Regions from separate parts of the Rattus norvegicus genome. Here region 1 is linked to region 2. Evidence: chromatin contacts called from public Hi-C data. All regions are on one chromosome and are shown on one strand. The core of a region is the stretch at or near the end of the contact, and the rest is flanking DNA. Distances in the headings are between cores, read along the strand shown. Region 1 holds the start of Tdg (thymine-DNA glycosylase). Region 2 holds the start of Txnrd1 (thioredoxin reductase 1).

Region 1 (4,384 bases), core at 1,359-3,858, 230 kb after region 2:
AAAGGGTAGGAGGGCCCCGCCCATGGTGGGCGGTGCCATCCCTGGGCTGGTAGTCCTGGGTTCTATAAGAATGCAAGTCAGGGGAGGTGAGCCAGTAAGCAGCACCCCTCCATGGCCTCTGCATCAGCTCCTACCTCCAAGTTCCTGCCCTGTGTGAGTTCCAGTCCTGACTTCCTTTGGTCATGAACAGCAATGTGGAAGTGTAAGCTGAATAAACCCTTTCCTCCTCAGCTTGCTTCTTGGCCATGTTTTATGCAGGCAGGAATAGGAACCGTAAGACAGTATTCAAATGCCAAATACTGGTGCCCAATATCTGGATGCCCTCCTGAAGGAGTTTCTCAGGGATAAGAAGATCGTCACATATACCAGCTTTGTTATGTAAACCTTGCCCCCTACCCCTACCCTGCTAACCCTGATTGGTTAATAAAGATGCCTACAGCCTGGTCTCAGAAGAGGGGACTGAGCGAAGGTTCCTGGGCTTGGGTCTCAGGAGGGACCAGCAGAGAGAGAAGAAGGAAGTCCCGATGGAGTGACAGGGGCACATGGCCATGAGGGCTGGTCTGATGCAGCAGGAACAGCTTGAACAAAACATGGCAAGTCATATCTCGGTTATTGTCAGGGAACCAGACAAAATAGCATAGAGGCTTGATATCTGACCAGTTCTAGTGGTTTTAAGCTTATTATAACATCTGAAGGTATGGTGTCTTATATTTGGGAATTAAATGATCTATGGTGGGTTAGGAAACCCCCAAATAGTATTTACTACAACACACAGAGCTCCAGGAAGCTAGTAATGTGGACCGTGAAGGAACACCACAAACACATCTGCTGCAAGGGGTGCCACACGGAGAATGCACACTTACCAGTGCGTTAGCTCCTGCACGCAGAGTGCACAAAGACTTTAGGACTAATCTGAATATCCAGTTCATGCCAGGCCTGGTGGGAAAGGCCCGTTAATCTCAGTCATCTGGGAGACTGAGGCATGAATTTAAGGTCCACTTGAGCTACAGAGTGAATCCAAGGGTAGCCAAGGCAACCCCTTTCAAAATACAGAGTAAGAAGATGGCTGGGGATGTGACTCAGTGGTAAGGTGCTTGCTTAGCACACTGGAGGCCTGGGGCTCAATCCACCAACCACACCCTCCCAAATAATAATTATCTAGATTCATTTTAACAGTATGACATCAAGACCCCCTCCCCCCACACACACAAAATTAAGCTTATTTGGTCTTGGGGGAGAGAGTCAAAGAGAAACCACACACACACACACACACACACACACGCACGCACGCACGCACGCACGCACGCACGCACGCACGCACGCACGCACGCACGCACGCACGCACGCACGCACGCACGCACACCAAGTACTCCAGGTACAGCATCAACATGAACTCCAACAGTTTCTTTCTGGAAACAAACTTATATGAACACTGCTCATATGCCTTACTCAGTCTTGGTCGTCCCCCCCCACCCCCGCCCCTGCACCTACATGTGAGACCGTGCCTCTTTTTGTTCATGCTTCATTAATCCACTCAGCATTTATTTATGTAGACTCCGATTCAATCTATCAGTTCTACAAACCCTTCTGAAAGCTGGGCCGGGGCATTCGCCACTCTCACTGGCTCCCTGCAGTTGGTAAACTGTTGAACAGAGCTGGAGGTAGATTACCTGTCCTGTGAGTAGAGACCCTTGTGCAGTGTGCCCTTGAATCTGTAAGTGGTAAACCTGGCTTTCACTTCACCCCCATGGACGGCCATTAACCCCCGTCAATCTACGAAAAGATGTATAATAATACAGCCGTCGAATAGGGGAGGGAGGGAAGGGGGATGTGAAGACAGAATCACTTGCCTAAATTCAATGTCCATTCGCCACTCAACAGGCGAGCTAATTCTTCGCCAGGCCTATTACCTAAATCAGTATTCCGTTTACCTGCGAAGACCTTGCCGTCTTGTTTTTCTTATTTAGTTTTCTGTGACGAGTCTACATCTCCAAACCTATACTTTGGCAGGTCTGCTCTGATATCCCCCCCGCACCCTAAGGGACAGTTTTAAAGACCGACTCCAAATTAAAGACGAAGGTACAATCTCTAAATTGCCTTCTTGGCGTGTTATACACACTCGACAGCAATAGCATCTACCCTGCGAGGATGCAGAGGACGCCGCTGCAAGCACATTCACAGGGCACCCGCTCGGCCTCTAGAGCCCACCGTGATGGAGAATGAAGAACTGCGGGCGGAGGCTGCGGCCGCGCACACACCACCTTTTAAAGCTCGCGGGTACCCGAGGCTGAGGACCTGCGCGGATCGCGGGGGGAAAGGGGAGCGGTGAGGTCTCCACCGCGCACGCGCAGGCCGGCCTTTGTGCCGGCCGCGGCCCTGGCCGACCCCAGCCGCGAGAGCCCGCGTTACCTGCGCGCGGCCTCCGCGTCCATGGCGGCGCCGCTGAGAGTGCGGCTACTCCTGCCCAGCCCGCGGGCGCCCGCTCTGCCGATCGGCCTGCGGACTCACCACAGGATCCGGGCGGCCGGTGGACGGATGGCGCTGGCCTCGGCCCCTCCCACGCTGCTACATCACCGCGGCGAGTCCACAGTGCACTTCCGTCCCCCTCCCTCCGGAGGCCGGTGGCCTCGCTGTCACATGACACTGGCCAAGCCAATGGCGTCTCCTTTTTGGGGCACCCCGACCGCCGCTTAGCCTTTCGGGAAACGTGGGTTTCGAAGAGGATGGGGAGCGCACGGCTGACGTCAGCTTTTGTGGGCTCTAAATTTCCTTGTGGGTCTGGGTTAAGGGTGACCGCCTTTGGGATGTGTAGGTGGACGGTTATGCTTGGTAGCAAATTCATGTCTTTTCACCCTACGTTTTGGGTGGATTAAAAGCTACTGGTCTTGGGGCTCTCAGAGCCTGGGCTACCAATCAGGGAGCCTGCACGAGCTGGACCTGGACTCTACACATTTGTAACAAATGTGCAGCTTGGTGTTCGTGTGAGTCTAACAAGAGAAACAGGGCTGTCTAGGTCTCTCTGTTCCTTACCAGTGGATCCAGCGCGGACTGGAGGAGGGGGATTAAGTAGGTCGGAAACGATGTGCCTAGACCTGCTGAAACTTAAGCCAAGGGTAGTACCCAAGGGGGCAGGATTTGTGAGGATGGGACTTGGAGGGGGGAGGGAAGGGCGGGCCATGATTGAGAAGTAAGATTAATTAAGATTAAAGTAAACAAAACTTGTCTTGGTTGGGCATCCCAGCATTTGGGAGACAGAGGCAGGCAGAACTAAGTGAGGTTGGCTTGTTTGTAGAGCGAGTTCCAGGACAACCAAGACTACACAGAGAAACTGTGGCGAAAAACTCAAGTGATAATAAAAACTGTGCCTTAAACAAAGCAACAAAAAATTGCCTTGGGGTTGGGGATTTAGCTCAGTGGTAGAGCACTTGCCTAGCAAGCGCAAGGCCCTGGGTTCGGTCCCCAGCTCCGGGAAAAAAAAAAAAAAAAAAAAAAAAGAAGAAGAAAATTGCCTTTCTCGTCGGTTCCTGTGATGCTTAATTGGAAAACCTAAGATTGGAGGCCATTACCGCTTGGGCCTCAGTTCACTAATCTATAAAAGGAGGCTCTTTGTAGACTATGAAGATTTACATAAACTGTTCTCTGCTTTGGAGATGGACAAACACCAACCTTTAAAGTCCATGATGCTAGATGCGAGATGGGTCTCTGCTTCAGAGTCTTACACACCCATCTCACTTCGACTTCCCAGAGGCTCTTTTGGTTGTTGAGATAATTATACTGTGTACCCCTGACTGGCTTAGAACTTTGCACCTGGAATCCAGGCTGGCCTCAACCTCAGGCCAGTCTCCTGCTTCATTCCCAAGTACTGACTGGGGTTACAAAGCAAGTGCCACCATCCTTGGCTTTCAGAGGTTCTAAGAGCTTTTGTTTTATTTCTTCATAATGTCTGTCCTGGGTGTTCGGCCAGAAGAGTTGTCTGAGAGTGTCTGGCCATCTTCATGAATTCCAGCATCATGGCACCTAGGCTTTGAGATAGCCTTTTGTAAAGGGTCAGTGGTTGTTATCTGAGATTTGATGGGTTGTTCCTTTGAAGGGTTCTCAGGCTGTGCATTACGTGGTCTTGAGACGTACCTGGCAAACCAGGAAGTTTCCTGTGTCTGTGAATCTTAGGTAATGGTTCCTTCACAGCCCCTAGATCCTATAAGAAGTTTTGGTGTGTAGAAGTTGACTTGCTAAAAGTGCCTTTTGCATAACAATAAAAAGCACTTTTAGGGGTTTGGAGAGATGGCTCAGCAGTGTTTGGGAGTCCTGTGGGAAAGTGAGGGATAGAAATGAGCAAGCCAGGGATTAGGGATTTAGCTCAGTGGTAGAGCGCTTGCCTAGCAAG
Region 2 (4,069 bases), core at 866-3,365:
TAGAAGACTAAATAAAAATACAAAGTAATTGTTGATATCCTTCTTAATGGCTCATACATCTCAATGTTTTTATGCCTAGCAGGCCTCAGGTTTACTGAGAAAGCCAATGTTCCGGTCTATTTTACTTTTGAAAATCACAGAGGGGCTAGCGAGATGGCTCTGAGGAAAGGCACTTGCTGCCAAGTGTGGAGACTGAGGTTTGATCCCCACGATCCACACAGGGGAAATTAAGAACAGACTTCACAATGTTCTCCAACTTCAATACAAACGTCTGGTGTCTCATCCTGCATTTTTGCAATTCTGCAGGCTGTTACCCCCCGCCCCATCCAAGTGGAGAGACCAAAAAATACGTCCAGCACACTTGACATGGAAGGGTAGATCTTTACATCCACTCAGCTCTGAGCTAGAGAAAGAAATGCTTGACGGGAAACAAATTCAACCCAGGGGATTCCTGGTTGTTTCCCGGAGCCTGTTTCTCGGTACCTCATGCCCCAGAGAATTAAGAGGAAGGTGATGGGGCGGGCCTAATGAGGAAGGGGTAAACATTTCCTAATGCCCTTTTTCTCAAGACTTCCCCATGCTACTCACCCTGCGGATGAAAACTGTAAGAGGAGAAACCCAAGCAAAGGGTACTTTGAACAGTTGGTCGTTTTAAAAAGAAGAAATGGCTTGGCTCCTCCCGGTTCAGGGATCAGAGCACGTGGGTCGCCAGCCTGCAGTGGCCGGACGCCGGGGCGCCGGGGATCGGGAATCCGGGATCGTGCGCGGTTCCTACCTTCAGGGCTGGACCATGGCCGCCCTCCGCTCTCCCTCGCCTTCTGCCGGCTCGCCGCCTCCCGCGGCCTCTCCGTTTGCCCGCGCCGCTGCAAGGCCCCGCCGCCCTCTGTGGCACAAAGCAGAGCGGCAGTGAGCCTTCCTCCGGGCGGGGCTTCCGGGACGCCACACGCCCTCCGGTCACTCCCGCCAGTGGACTCCGACCCGCAAGCAGCCGAGCCAGCAAGAAGACTCCAGGACCTCCTGAACTCAGAAAAGCTCTTCAGGGCGACTAAAGGGTCCCAGTCTCGCTAACACAGAGTGGTCTGGCTTTTGATCGCATTGCCGAGAGAATTCAACACCCAGGGCTTCCTGGAATCTGAAACCGCGGGCAAAACGAAGGCCCACTAAGACAGTATCCATCCACACTCTGGATGACATCAGGGGAGGATGGTCCTATTTCACAAAGGAGTGAACTCGGAAAAGTATGAGGCTATTAAAGATGGAGCTCACAGATTCAGATATATATATATCTGACACCAGCACGTAAATGCAGTTATTCAGTGCTAGTACCAATAAAGATATAAATATTTATATGTATATATGTACATATAAACATTTAGTCTTCACAACTGTACTTTTAGATGTGTTACCACGTCCATTTCACAGGTTGGGAAACCGAGTTACAAATTGTCAACCAACTTGGACAAGTTCGAGCTGCCTGTCAACATCGGAGGCGGGACTCAAATCCAGGCAGGATTGATTGTCTCTGTTCTTAACCACCAGCCTGCACCGCCTCCTACAGTTAGGGAACTACCTGGGTCAAGAAGGGCAAGCCACTTTGAAAACATGCGAATGGCAATTCCAAGGAGTTTCATGGGGCTTATGGTATGAAAACATTTGTAAAGGCATGAAACTTCTTAATGCAATCACAGACCTATATACATATTCCTCAACGTGTCGCATAGAACTCAAGATCATTGCTCTACAAGGGATACCCATTTTTCTCTGGTAGCTTGCCAGGCACCAGCAGACAAGGGCCGGACTCAAGTCCCCATATACTGAAGCTTGTGACTCGGTTGTCCTCTGCACCTTTTCTAAGAGCTTACCCTAGCTTGTTCCCAGTCCTCTCAGTCACACAGTAAATGGTCCCCTCCCGGATATTTCCAAATCACCACCCCGGAGCGATGCTCCCAGGTCAGCCAGCGACTGTCCCGGGCATCCCTGGTTCCCAGGAGCTGGCGTAGAGCTTACATGAGCAAGGAGGATGAAAACACCGGCTCTTCTCGCCCCGCCGCGTCGGCGTCCCGCACCTCCCGCGTGGATGCGAGGCCTGACGGAAGCACACTGAGGATAAAGAGAGGCTGGTTCCTAGTGGCTCCGGGAAGCCACGCCCTGCTCTTAGTAGGCGGGCGAACTGCCCGTGTCAGAATGACAAAGCAAAAATCCAGTCCTCGCGCAGCCCCGGCAACCTGTGCCTGTCCTCCCCGCAAAGTGAGAGCTCCTAATTGGACCGTGAAACATCCTCGCTGCCCGGAACCGCCCCCCGACCCAAAGGCCGCCGCTGCTATTCAAAGAATGTTGGGAACCAGAACCCAGTAAGAGTGTGTGGAGTGAGTAAACTGGCCTCAGCCCTAAGGCGCTGCTATCTACAAAGCTTGCGTTAGTCACAAGAGGAACTTTAAACGTATTGACGCCCGGCATCTGTACAGACGTTCTGATGTCCCTGGTACTGGCTGTGACCCTGCCCAGTAGTTTTTTTTTTTTTTAAGAAAATGCAAAAGTTAATCTAATTGACTGCATAGTGACCCCACTACCCTGAGGATTAGTCAAGTCTGGTGATTCTCTTAAGGAAGTTCCCTGGCTTTTTAAAACTATGCCTACTTCATCCTGAGTAACCCTGAAAAGAAATGAGTAATTCTCCTTACAATACTTCCTCTTCGTCCCAGTCGGGCATGGGGTTGTCTTGTTTACCTTAAAGAAAGCTGTATATTTAGCACTTGGCACAGCACCACCAGCACCTACCAGAGGCAGCCTTGTCCTCTCATGCCTCCCTGCCCCTAGGTTACTAAGACTGCTTGGCACCCGAGTGAATGGATGGATGAATGAATGAATGGATGAATGGTCGGTCTGACCCACTACTTTGGTTAATGGCTGGGTGAAAAACAAAATAGGTGAGAAGGTTGCTGGCTCCTAACAGCCTGAAGCCACACCTGCTGAGAACTGGGTGGCCCTCCCCACATTCCTTCTAGGCTTTTCTGAGGTGAGAGTAAAAGGCTTGCATAAATGTACAGACAACTGCACAGGCTGACCGGACGCCTCTCCCACACTGCCCACAGCTCACTTCTTGTGTGTGTACAAGCAGTGCTTGAACCAGGGCAGCCCCTGACTCTCAAGTGTCGGGACTGGCTCCAAAATAAGTGTTCAGGCCAAGAGACAGAGAATTTGATTGCCCCTGGCTCCCCAGCCAAGGTCTGCATTAAGCACTGTTTGCCTTATCTCAGGTGTAGGGACAGTCCGTAAAAAGAAGGTCCTGGGTACCTCATTATTAAAAATATAGACAGTGCAACTTATTTCTAGAATATGATGGGATATATCACGGTTATAATAACATACTAATGCCAGGATTATAGGATTCCAATAGCTTGACCCTGAAAATATCTTACTGGGACTGGTCAGAGGGATCATGGTTGAGCATATTAGAAACGACCACGTAAGCCGCTTCAACCCCCCACTGCTCCTAAGATAAGTAGACTGTAGCACGCGCTGGCGGCTGAAACAGCTTCCCCCTTGTGAGGAGATCCAGAGAGCCGTATTCTGGTCCAGTTAGTTACTGGTTACGGGAAGAGGCTCCTCCTCCCCTTTCCCCATAGCTCAAGGTCTGCTCACGCTCTAATCAAACACCTTAGATCGATTTGACTGAGCATGTTATCTTCCTTCCCTGAAAACCAACGTAGTAGTCCGTCAATGCTCATTTGAAAAGTCACCTTCTCTGGGTGGGGCTCCCAGCCATGACTGTCCCTTCCCTCTTTGTGGCCCCAAGTACCTACTAATAACTGCACATCATCTAAATCTATCAAAACTTTCGAAAAGCAAACCCTTGTTTGATTTCTTGTCCCCCTAGAATGTGGTATCGTAGCTCAGACAACGTCGAAAAATCCTTCTGTTTCTCAACTATCGTCTCGGCTAAGACCGGAGTCCTGCTGCCTCAATACCAATGTAAACACCCATCTGCAGAGGGTGCCAGCTACAGTAATCACTATGGAACCTCCTTCTCTCTAGGGCCCTGAGATCAAGTCCAGCTTTCTCAATGGTC

Evidence for each region. Hi-C and Micro-C count contacts between places; a contact is called where the count stands out from the background.
Region 1: a Hi-C map of hepatocytes shows a contact between it and region 2, with 3 times the contacts expected there. The contact joins the promoter of Tdg here to the promoter of Txnrd1 in region 2. A contact is called at or near these places in 2 of 12 Hi-C or Micro-C datasets (hepatocytes and mammary epithelial cells).

What each region holds. Positions count from the first base shown.
Region 1 is chr7:22,982,492-22,986,875 of GRCr8, forward strand. It overlaps Tdg (thymine-DNA glycosylase), which reads right to left and starts at 2,609. Exons shown (of 10, transcript NM_001388503.1): 1 at 2,410-2,609. The coding sequence starts at 2,432.
Region 2 is chr7:22,753,789-22,757,857 of GRCr8, forward strand. Txnrd1 (thioredoxin reductase 1) reads right to left here and starts at 2,116. Exons shown (of 15, transcript NM_031614.3): 1 at 2,008-2,116; 2 at 776-883. It overlaps LOC108351425 (a long non-coding RNA gene), which reads left to right and starts at 2,229. Exons shown (of 4, transcript XR_005486809.2): 1 at 2,229-2,366; 2 at 3,878-4,069.